2 separate regions of the Zea mays genome follow, and region 2 is linked to region 1. A link is a contact called in public Hi-C data. All regions are on one chromosome and are shown on one strand. The core of a region is the stretch at or near the end of the contact, and the rest is flanking DNA. Distances in the headings are between cores, read along the strand shown.

Region 1 (4,618 bases), core at 625-3,124:
TCGAGGCGGATCTCCGGGAGTTCCAGGACTTCGACGAGTTCGAGGATTAGGCTAGCAACCTCCCCCAGTCAGCTGCCTGTGGTGGGTTGTTTACGTTGGCTACGTTTCGATTCTGTGTACTTTGATTTATATTATGTAAATGGCTCTAGTCTGTAATATTATTACTTACTCTTTATTGTAATTCGAAGCATTGTGCTATGATGAGTCATTTATGTAATCGCTGTGTACGTGAATAACTGATCCTGGCACGTACATGGTTTGCATTCGGTTTACCTTCAAAACCGGGTGTGACATTCACCTCCTTAGGCGTCAGGTCCCATGAAGTGGTATTAGATCGGTTGGTTCAATTTGGACCCTTGTGGCTTCACAACTGTTGAATCGAAGCTATTTATGATGATGATTTCTTGAGAGCTATATGTGTTTAAAGAGATGACTGTGATTACCATGTGGAAATATATTAGGTGTACCTCTATCAAAAAATATGACATATCCATATTAAGGTATCACAATGCAATGTCTTATAAGTTAGGCTCCATTTGAAACCCCTAGAGCATGTTAGAGTGAACGCACTAACCAGTTCAACCCAAAAGATTAAACTGATAGAAGAATGTAACCAATCCCCTTATACACTTCAACACTCCCACTCACGTGCAACTAGATAGAAAGACGCAAATGTGGAAATAAATGGGTGAATGCACAAATAAAGCATCTGCTAGGATTCAAACTCAAGACATTTGACTTCAATACTATGTTAAGTGAATGCATTAACCAGTTGAACCCAAAAGCTTAAGATGATGAGAGAAGGTAGTCATTCTATTTATACACTTCAACAAAGCTAATAGTTAGACAGCTAACAAATTGTTGGATGGGTTGAGCCAACTAATGAACTAATTGTAACATGTGAGTTAGCTAACAATTAGTTAAAGTATTTGGAACCTCTACAACTAGTTTTAACGACTAACTATCAACTCTAGAGATTGCAAACAGGGCCTTATGAATCATCATACTAGTTTTATTTCCAACTTTCTATCTATATAAATAAAATTTTTTATTGAATCAATATGTATGCAAACTATACACAAGATACTTTCTAACATGTTTGTTTTGGGTAGGCTAGTCGCGCATGCCGACAAGACTAAGGCCCTGTTTAAATTCATTAAAGCTAATAATTAGCTGCTAAAATTAGTTACTAACATCCAAACTAGCCAGCTAATAATTTAGCTACCAGCTACTTTTAGCAAAATTTACTAATAGTTAGCCAACTAATACATTTAAACAAAGCCTAAGCAAACAAGGAGGCCCTATATGTCATCCATAGGGGTGGGTAATAGATCACGATTCAAATACTTCTTCACAATAAATTAGAACCTTTAATTAATTTTAGTTCAAAATAAATATGAATAGATTCAGATCATAATCTGATTCGATACTTAAATTTTAGTATAATATAAAATATAGAGCCTATTATCATCTCTAGTCATACGTTGCCTTTTGCCAGGACCAGTAGTAGCTACTTGTCACCTGCTGCATACCTATTCAAGTCACGAAATTTTTCCCATCTTCCGCTTTGATGAGTACTCCTACTATTCACGGTGTTGATAAATTTTTTTCTCTTTCTCACGGCTCACGGCACAAGAGAATGAAGTTTGTGGCCGTTGATTCAGGGCCAGCATTCTCTTCTTTCGGCGAGGTTGTGGCGGGCCAGCCAACTGCCAGCCCTTCACTTCACCGACGCCCCCCGTCTTGTCCTTTGTGCGTGAGCAGGAGCCCTGGAGCAGCCATGGAAACAGCTGCGGGACACGGCATGACGCCATCGGCCATAGTAAACAGCAGCCGTGGTCATCTTTCTCAAAGACACGGACCCGTGCTACTGCCACCGAGCAGTTGGGCCTCCGTTCCATCCATGCGCCGCTGACCTGCCCGGCTGCCGCCACTGCCGGTGCGGCGGTGCGTGCCCGTGCCAGCTGACGGACGGACGGACGGCCGCCGTGATCGATAACGCAATTAGTGCACTATTAAAGCGTTCCGTGTTATTTCCAACCGTCGTACGTTTGGCCAACGACTGGAAAAGCCGGCGCGCTCAGAGCAGGCAAACAAAACCCCACTGCCGGCCCGCGTCCGGGGTTCCGGGCGAACCACTTCACTGCAGCCCGCCCGGAGCCGCGCCGCGAGAGGAGGGAGGGAATCAGTGAATGGCGGATGGCAGCGGGGAATCGGAGTCGACGGCGCTGGAGTTCACGCCGACGTGGATCGTGGCGGCGGTCTGCTCCCTCATCGTGGTCATCTCCCTCGCAGCCGAGAGGTGCCTGCATTACCTCGGCAAGGTAACCGATTTTCCTTGCGTGCGTTCCTGAGCACCGAAACGCCTCGCTCCTCGTCTCCCTCCTGAATTTAATGCCGCACCTTGGTGGCGTCCACTGTCCACTGGCGACGGCTGGCAGACGTTCAAGGGGAAGAACCAGAAGGCGCTCTTCGAGGCTCTCCTCAAGGTCAAAGAAGGTATCGACCTGCTTTTTTTTTTTCTCTCTCTCTGACGTTCAGCCCGTTTCCAGGTGATGTTCTGCAGAAGCTGGGGTTTATGCGCTCCTATCACTATCAAAAAAAAAAAAGCGGAAGCTTTGTTCATCTTGAGTGAATGTGAGCTGTGGTGGCTGCTACAGTAGAGTTCTTCGGGTTTCCTCAACGTATATATCCGATGCTATTTCGCAGAGCTGATGCTTCTGGGGTTCATCTCGCTGCTGCTGACGGTGTTCCAAGGAGTGATGCAGAGGACGTGCATTCCTCCGGGGTGGACCATCTACATGCTCCCATGCCGTAGCGCCAAGGAGCAGGCCGAGCTGAGCCCCACGGAGGCGCACGGCCATGCTGCCGGAATCTTAGGCCTCACCCGCCGGCGTTTGCTTGCCGAGGGCGGGCCTAGGACCCAGCGTTGCCAGAAGAAGGTCGGTGGACGAACTACACATGCACTTGTTGGTCTATCTGATGCTCGTTATAACAGACTATGCTTCCAATCATTGACAAGACAACTTGGATTTTTCTAGATTGTATCATTAAATATCGTGCCTATTATCTATGATATCGTGCCTAATATCTATGACTCGTGACTGATGTAGTATGCGGCTTGTGTGCAACACTAGATAGCAGCACATGGGGATCTTTCTTTATTTCCCCAATTCACATTTTAGACAAGGTGGACACGTTGTGGGAATAGTATAGGGAACACAAATACTTGTCTCTACGTCTACTACAGGATCGAAACTTCTCTTTCAAAAATCTGTAAATGCGTGACATTATGGAGTTACAGAGTCAAGGCTTCAAGGCAACCATGATTTTAGTTCTAACTCCAGCATATTTGTCGACAGGGAGAAGTTCCTTTGTTGTCAGTTGAAGCACTGCATCAGTTGCATATCTTCATTTTCATTCTGGCCATTGCACACGTGATTTTCTGTGTCCTGACTATGCTTCTAGGAAGCGTGAGGGTAAAGTATCGATGGCATTTCACTCATCCGTGCGTAAATCAATCTTAGCTTCATGTAATTCTAACTTTGACTAATTCCACCGTGTTACTCAGATTCGTCAATGGAAACACTGGGAGGATGAGATTCAGAAGGGTGCTACAGACAATGGTAGTAGTATCTCGTTTGCTGCTCATGTTTTGGTTAGCTGATATAAGGAGTACTTGTGGTGTGGTGGTAGCAAGTAGCAATTGTCCTTTTATAAGCAATCTAATCCTCATGGTAATTATTGGATAAATATTAAGGCTCCCTTTTTGGTACAATCCTTTGGAACTATAGGGCCTAGGAAGGTGACCTATGTGCATCAATCTGAATTTATCAGGGAACATTCCAAGGGCATTGGCAGAGATACCACAATGTTGAGCTGGCTGGTAAGAAATGGATTGCATAGCGCTTTCAGTCAAAATAATGTATCTTCTGTCCCAACTACAGCTTATCTAATTTCTAGAGCTTACACTATCATTTTCAACATACAATCTAGTTTGTGTTTGGGCTAGACAGGATAGGCTACCTAGTTTTTCTGACCAACTTGTGCAACCTGCTATGTTGCTGTTTTCTCTTGTCCCTCTTACGCGGTTCCACCTATTAATGGATAACTTACAGTGTTTCGAGAAATAGTCCAAAATACATTTCAATGATTAACATGTATTTCTGTACTACTGCGTCATGAATTCACTTTTATTAAGTACCTAATTATCAAGTATCAGTTTAACCGACTCATTAAGCTTTTACTTTCAGCATTCTTTTCTCAAGCAGTTTTATGGGTCGGTTACTAAATCAGACTACACTACAATGCGACTTGGCTTCATCACGGTAAGGATAACACACAAGAAAAAGAAACTAACGTTTTGTTCCCTTCTCAATCATAACAGGTGGCAATTTTCCTTTGCAGACACATTGTAGGTCAAACCCAAAATTTGATTTCCACAGGTACATGATGCGAGCTTTGGAGGCTGACTTTAAGAAGGTGGTTGGCATAAGGTAGTCCAATCAGCAAATTCATACATTTACCGGTTGGCAGTTGATGTACCAACAGTTGTTGAGCACAATTGGTGAACCTAACTATCTTGTCTTTCTATTTTTCCTTTTCTTACCTCTCTTAG
Region 2 (4,618 bases), core at 749-3,248, 140 kb before region 1:
ACGTGGCGGTAGGATAAAAACGGCCTAACCATCCCGTCACTCCCTTGTAGTGTAGTGTATATGCAGGGACCGGCCGGCCGGCTTGTGTGTTGTGTGTGTGCAGCGGCGGCTACGCTAGCTGGTAGCAATGCATGTGGCTGCTGTTACTGTTTTTCCTTTTTTTTCTTTTAGCGCGCGTAGTAGGCTGCTAGTAGCGATCGCTTATACAGTACTACATGGTCCATGCATATGGCCATTCGATCACCATCACCCCACACCAGTGCAGTGCAATATATATATATATATATATATATATATATATATATATATATATATATATATATATATATATATATATATATATATATATATATATATATATATATATATATATATATATATATATATATGCGCCCATGCATGCTGCCTTGTCGAGAGTTCCTCGATCGGCAGCTTGCAAATACGCTAGCTATTCTTGGACACTGTCTTCCCTAGCTGACTCTCAGTTTCTGATACGGACCCTCTTGCTCCTACTGCTGCTCCGGGATACGTAGATAGAGCCAGCTCATTAATTCATGCCGTACCATTTCCCTGGCTCAAGGCATCCGCATGGAAGCATCTGGTCTCGTCTCACCACTTCATCCTCACTTCATTCACAGATCTCAACATCCCATGCATCATTCATGCTACTATTCGTTCGGGTCCCATGCATGCTGCATGCACAAATGTCGTCCACACGCGACGCGAGCTAGAGCTATCAGTATCAGCTGATGAAACGAAATGATACTGTGCTGCGCATGCAGCCGCGCAGGGAGGGAGACACAGTTGCTGGTTTCAACGTCCTGCCATGCATGCCGACTGCCGTGCTTGCTTTTCGATCTGCTTTTACCAATAGCTCCTCTCTCTTTTTTTTTTTGCGCGAAAAGCAGCCGTCGAAAGGGACGCATCAGAAGTCAGTCAGAAGCAGCACACAGTGCACGCGGCGGCCGCGCGCGCCTGCAGTAATAACCCAGTTCCATGGACACGCCCGCAGCACTGTAGTACGTGTCGTCTGCGTGGCTTCATGCAAGGCCTGCTTACCCAATTCGAGCATATGCATGCAAGCAAGCAAGCAAGTGGCGCGAGGGGGGATTGGAATCCAAAAGAGAGAGGTTCTGAGAAATCCGGCCAGATTTCACTTCATCACAGATTCACAGTACTCTGTGCTCGTACTCCGTCGCAAATTAAAGTCAGCAACAGCAACCACACTGCAGGTAGCGAGTACGTAGCGAAAAGCATATATATGTGTGTGCGCATGGCCTCCCCCCTGGTTTTGTACATAAACATGTGGAAAAGGCTGGTTGATTAATAGTAGTGTATTGATTAATGTTAGGTTACACTTACATCACAAATACGATCCAGGCGCATGGCAATAACTGTACGTAGCTATCGTGTAGAGACGCAGAGACAGCAGAGAGCACATCAAGGAAGAAAACAATGGCCGAAGCGAATCAATCTAGCGCCATCGCGGGGGCGCGGCTCCTTGTGTGTGCACGTATCGTCTTGTATCATCGGCCGCCAAGGCAAGAAGGCGCGCGCGCAGGGTCCAGTCCAGGCCAGCAAATGGATGGATTGATGCCTGCCGGCGGCAACCGCCCACAGCTGTCCGCTTCCTGAGCCGTCCTTTTCCCCCCTATTAAACTCGCTCCGCCGTCGCTGTCCCTCACTCCACCGCTCCCGCTAGCTCCGGCCGGCCAGCGGGTCCCCCCTCCGCCCCGCGACTGATAATTTCCCACCTCCTCCTAGCTCGGCTCCTCCCGGCCCGTCGCGCGCGCGCGTGTGAGTCGTGACGTGGCGACTGGCGTCAGCAGGCTTCGACCCTGCGTGCGCGCTCTGCTGCGTGCTCGGCTATAGCTAGCTGCGGTGTAGACGAGTGGTTAGAGAGACGGCTGGCCGGGGCCGATCCAAAGTAGGGCGAGATTTTTGGTCGATATATATTGTCCCAGCGACGCCTCCTTTGCCCCTCGTCTCCTCCCCCCCACTTGCACTTGCGACCGCGCGCGAGCAGCAGCGACGTCCCCTTTTTCCTAGAGGAAGCAGCCACAGCCCACTGAGCTCGCTCGCGCGCGCTAGCTACCTACGCACATATCTAGCAGCTACTACCTAGCCAGCAGCAGCTACAGCCGCGCTCGCCGAGGCCGGGGCACAGAGGGTACTACAAAGATATGCGGAGGCAGCAGCCGAGGCCGGGGCAGCAGCGGCGGTAGACGACGACGACGCACACAGACGCGCGCGGTCGATCGGCTATCATGAGCGGAGGCGGCGGCGGCAGGCACGAGAACGGGCACGGCGGCGCGGCGGCTGCAGGTGGAAGCGGAGGAAGCAGCGACGCGCACGAGGACGACCTGGTGATGCCGGGCTTCCGGTTCCACCCCACGGAGGAGGAGCTCATCGAGTTCTACCTCCGCCGGAAGGTGGAGGGCAAGCGCTTCAACGTGGAGCTCATCACCTTCCTCGACCTCTACCGCTACGACCCATGGGAGCTCCCAGGTCCGTGTCCGTCTCCTGCTCTCGTTTTCGTCGTCCCCTCTCCCCATGCCGCGCACACACCAGTTACTCGGATCTTTCTCCCACCGTACCCTTCCAATCTCTCTCGCCCCCCACGCCCCCGACCCCGAACTAACCAGTCTTGTGCTAGAAGCCTAGAATTCGATCTAATCAAGTTGACTAAGGGCTGACGGATGGTCTGCATGCATGTATGCGTGCAGCAATGGCCGCGATTGGGGAGAAGGAGTGGTACTTCTACGTGCCGAGGGACCGCAAGTACCGCAACGGCGACAGGCCCAACCGGGTGACGGCGTCGGGCTACTGGAAGGCCACGGGCGCCGACCGCACCATCAAGGCGGACAACAGCCGCCCCATCGGGCTCAAGAAGACGCTCGTCTTCTACTCCGGCAAGGCGCCCAAGGGCGTCCGCAGCAGCTGGATCATGAACGAGTACCGCCTCCCGCCCGACGACACCGACCGCTACCACAAGGTACGGCATCGTGTCTCGTTCACCATGGCCATCTTCGATTGGCTGGCTCCAATGCAAGAAATCAGCTAATTTTGCCACCAAATCGATGAGTCGTTAGCTAGGAACGAGCTAGGGTTTGGGCTTACTTGCTTTGGGTGAGTTAGTTTTTGCTGTTAGCTAGGTTTTTCCCTTGAATGGAGCAAGCGCCTTCGTTCTCTGAGAAACTACTAGGTATAAATTAGGGTTTGTTCATCTTCCCTTTCTTCCTTCCATGCGCCCATGAGCAATGACGCTGTTCATATAGTTGGCCTCACAGCACACGCCTAGATGCTATCTGTCGATTATACACTCCCCTAGATGCACGAGAGTTTGTGAACCTAGATCCCACGATCCTAGATGTAATCACTGAGATCTGGACTAAAATTGTATCATCTCGTAGCATCTCCGTTTCTGGCTTTCCGATTCGAGCCAGGCTAGGCAGTTTGTTCCTAGCAAGGTACTTCTGAATTCTGATCCCCCTCTAATAACTAGCTAGCTAGTTATACCCATTCATGCTCTCGCACTTGTTCTTTCGTCGCTCAGCTTTATTATTAGCATGATGCATGCCATCTGGATAATTCATGCCGAATTCGCATTGCTTCAGACCGAAATATCCCTCTGCCGCGTGTACAAGCGCACCGGCATCGACGACGGCGGCCACGGGCATCCCGCCTCGGCGCGCTCGACGCCCTCCCGCGGCGTCGTCACGGCGCCGCAGCAAGACAACAAGCAGCAGGCGTCGTCGTCGTCGACGCCCACGCCGCCCACGACCCCGTCCAAGATGATGCAGTTCCTCCACGGCGAGTGCACGTCGTCGCAGCCCGCGGCCATCTGCAGGAACAGTCACCACGCCGCGGCGGCGGCGCACAGCAATAACAAGGCGGCGGCGGCGGGGGCGCAGCGGCAGTCGCAGCTCCTCCCCACGAAGCCGTACTGCAGCGGCTACCAGCAGCTGTCCACAGCGAGCTCTGCTGGCTCTGCCGTGGGGGCGGCCGTCGACCACCACCATCACCAGCAGCAGCAGCAGCAGGCGGGAACGGGAGCCGCGGCGGTGTCGACGTCGTCGTCGTCGTCCAGAAACGCGAGCTACGCGCTCGCCGCCGCGTCCACGTACTCGCTGCTCAGCCTGGTGAACGCCGCCTCCATGGGCGGGTCCGGGTCCGCCGCGGCCATCGACGAGCTCAGTACGCTGGTCGGGCACGTCCACGGCGCGCCGCCGTACTTCAACCACCAGGCCGCCGCCGCAGGCGGCCACGGCCACGGCCACGGCTTCGTCCTCCCCCTGCCGACGACGCCGTCGTCGCAGCAGCCAATGGCGGCGCTCGGGACGCTACCCCTGTCCCTGGCCGCCATATCTGACAAGATCTGGGACTGGAACCCGGTCGGCCCCGACGCGACGGCTAGAGACTACGGCAGCGCCACCGGCGGATTCAAGTGACGGCTAATGAGAGCGGCGCCCGGCCGCATGCACGCCGCAGCTTCGCGCGCACGGGGGGTGGATCTGTGGCGGCGCGCGCGCGCGTGCATTACGATCCTAAATGGTACACAGCTACTACAGAGCCCATGCAGATCTTATTTCTCTCCCTCGCGGTAAATTTGTTCACG

Evidence for each region. A called contact is a pair of places that touch in the nucleus more often than the background predicts.
Region 2: a Hi-C map of ear shows a contact between it and region 1, with 1.7 times the contacts expected there. The contact joins the promoter of LOC100191716 here to the promoter of LOC542063 in region 1. A contact is called at or near these places in 2 of 25 Hi-C or Micro-C datasets (ear and leaf).

What each region holds. Positions count from the first base shown.
Region 1 is chr3:174,501,688-174,506,305 of Zm-B73-REFERENCE-NAM-5.0, reverse strand. It overlaps LOC542063 (barley mlo defense gene homolog 5), which reads left to right and starts at 1,874. Exons shown (of 14, transcript NM_001305849.1): 1 at 1,874-2,324; 2 at 2,442-2,499; 3 at 2,710-2,942; 4 at 3,363-3,479; 5 at 3,572-3,626; 6 at 3,795-3,886; 7 at 4,254-4,328; 8 at 4,408-4,496. The coding sequence starts at 2,193.
Region 2 is chr3:174,644,210-174,648,827 of Zm-B73-REFERENCE-NAM-5.0, reverse strand. LOC100191716 reads left to right here and starts at 1,998. Exons shown (of 3, transcript NM_001328205.1): 1 at 1,998-2,508; 2 at 2,727-2,995; 3 at 3,618-4,618. The coding sequence starts at 2,268. The coding sequence ends at 4,451.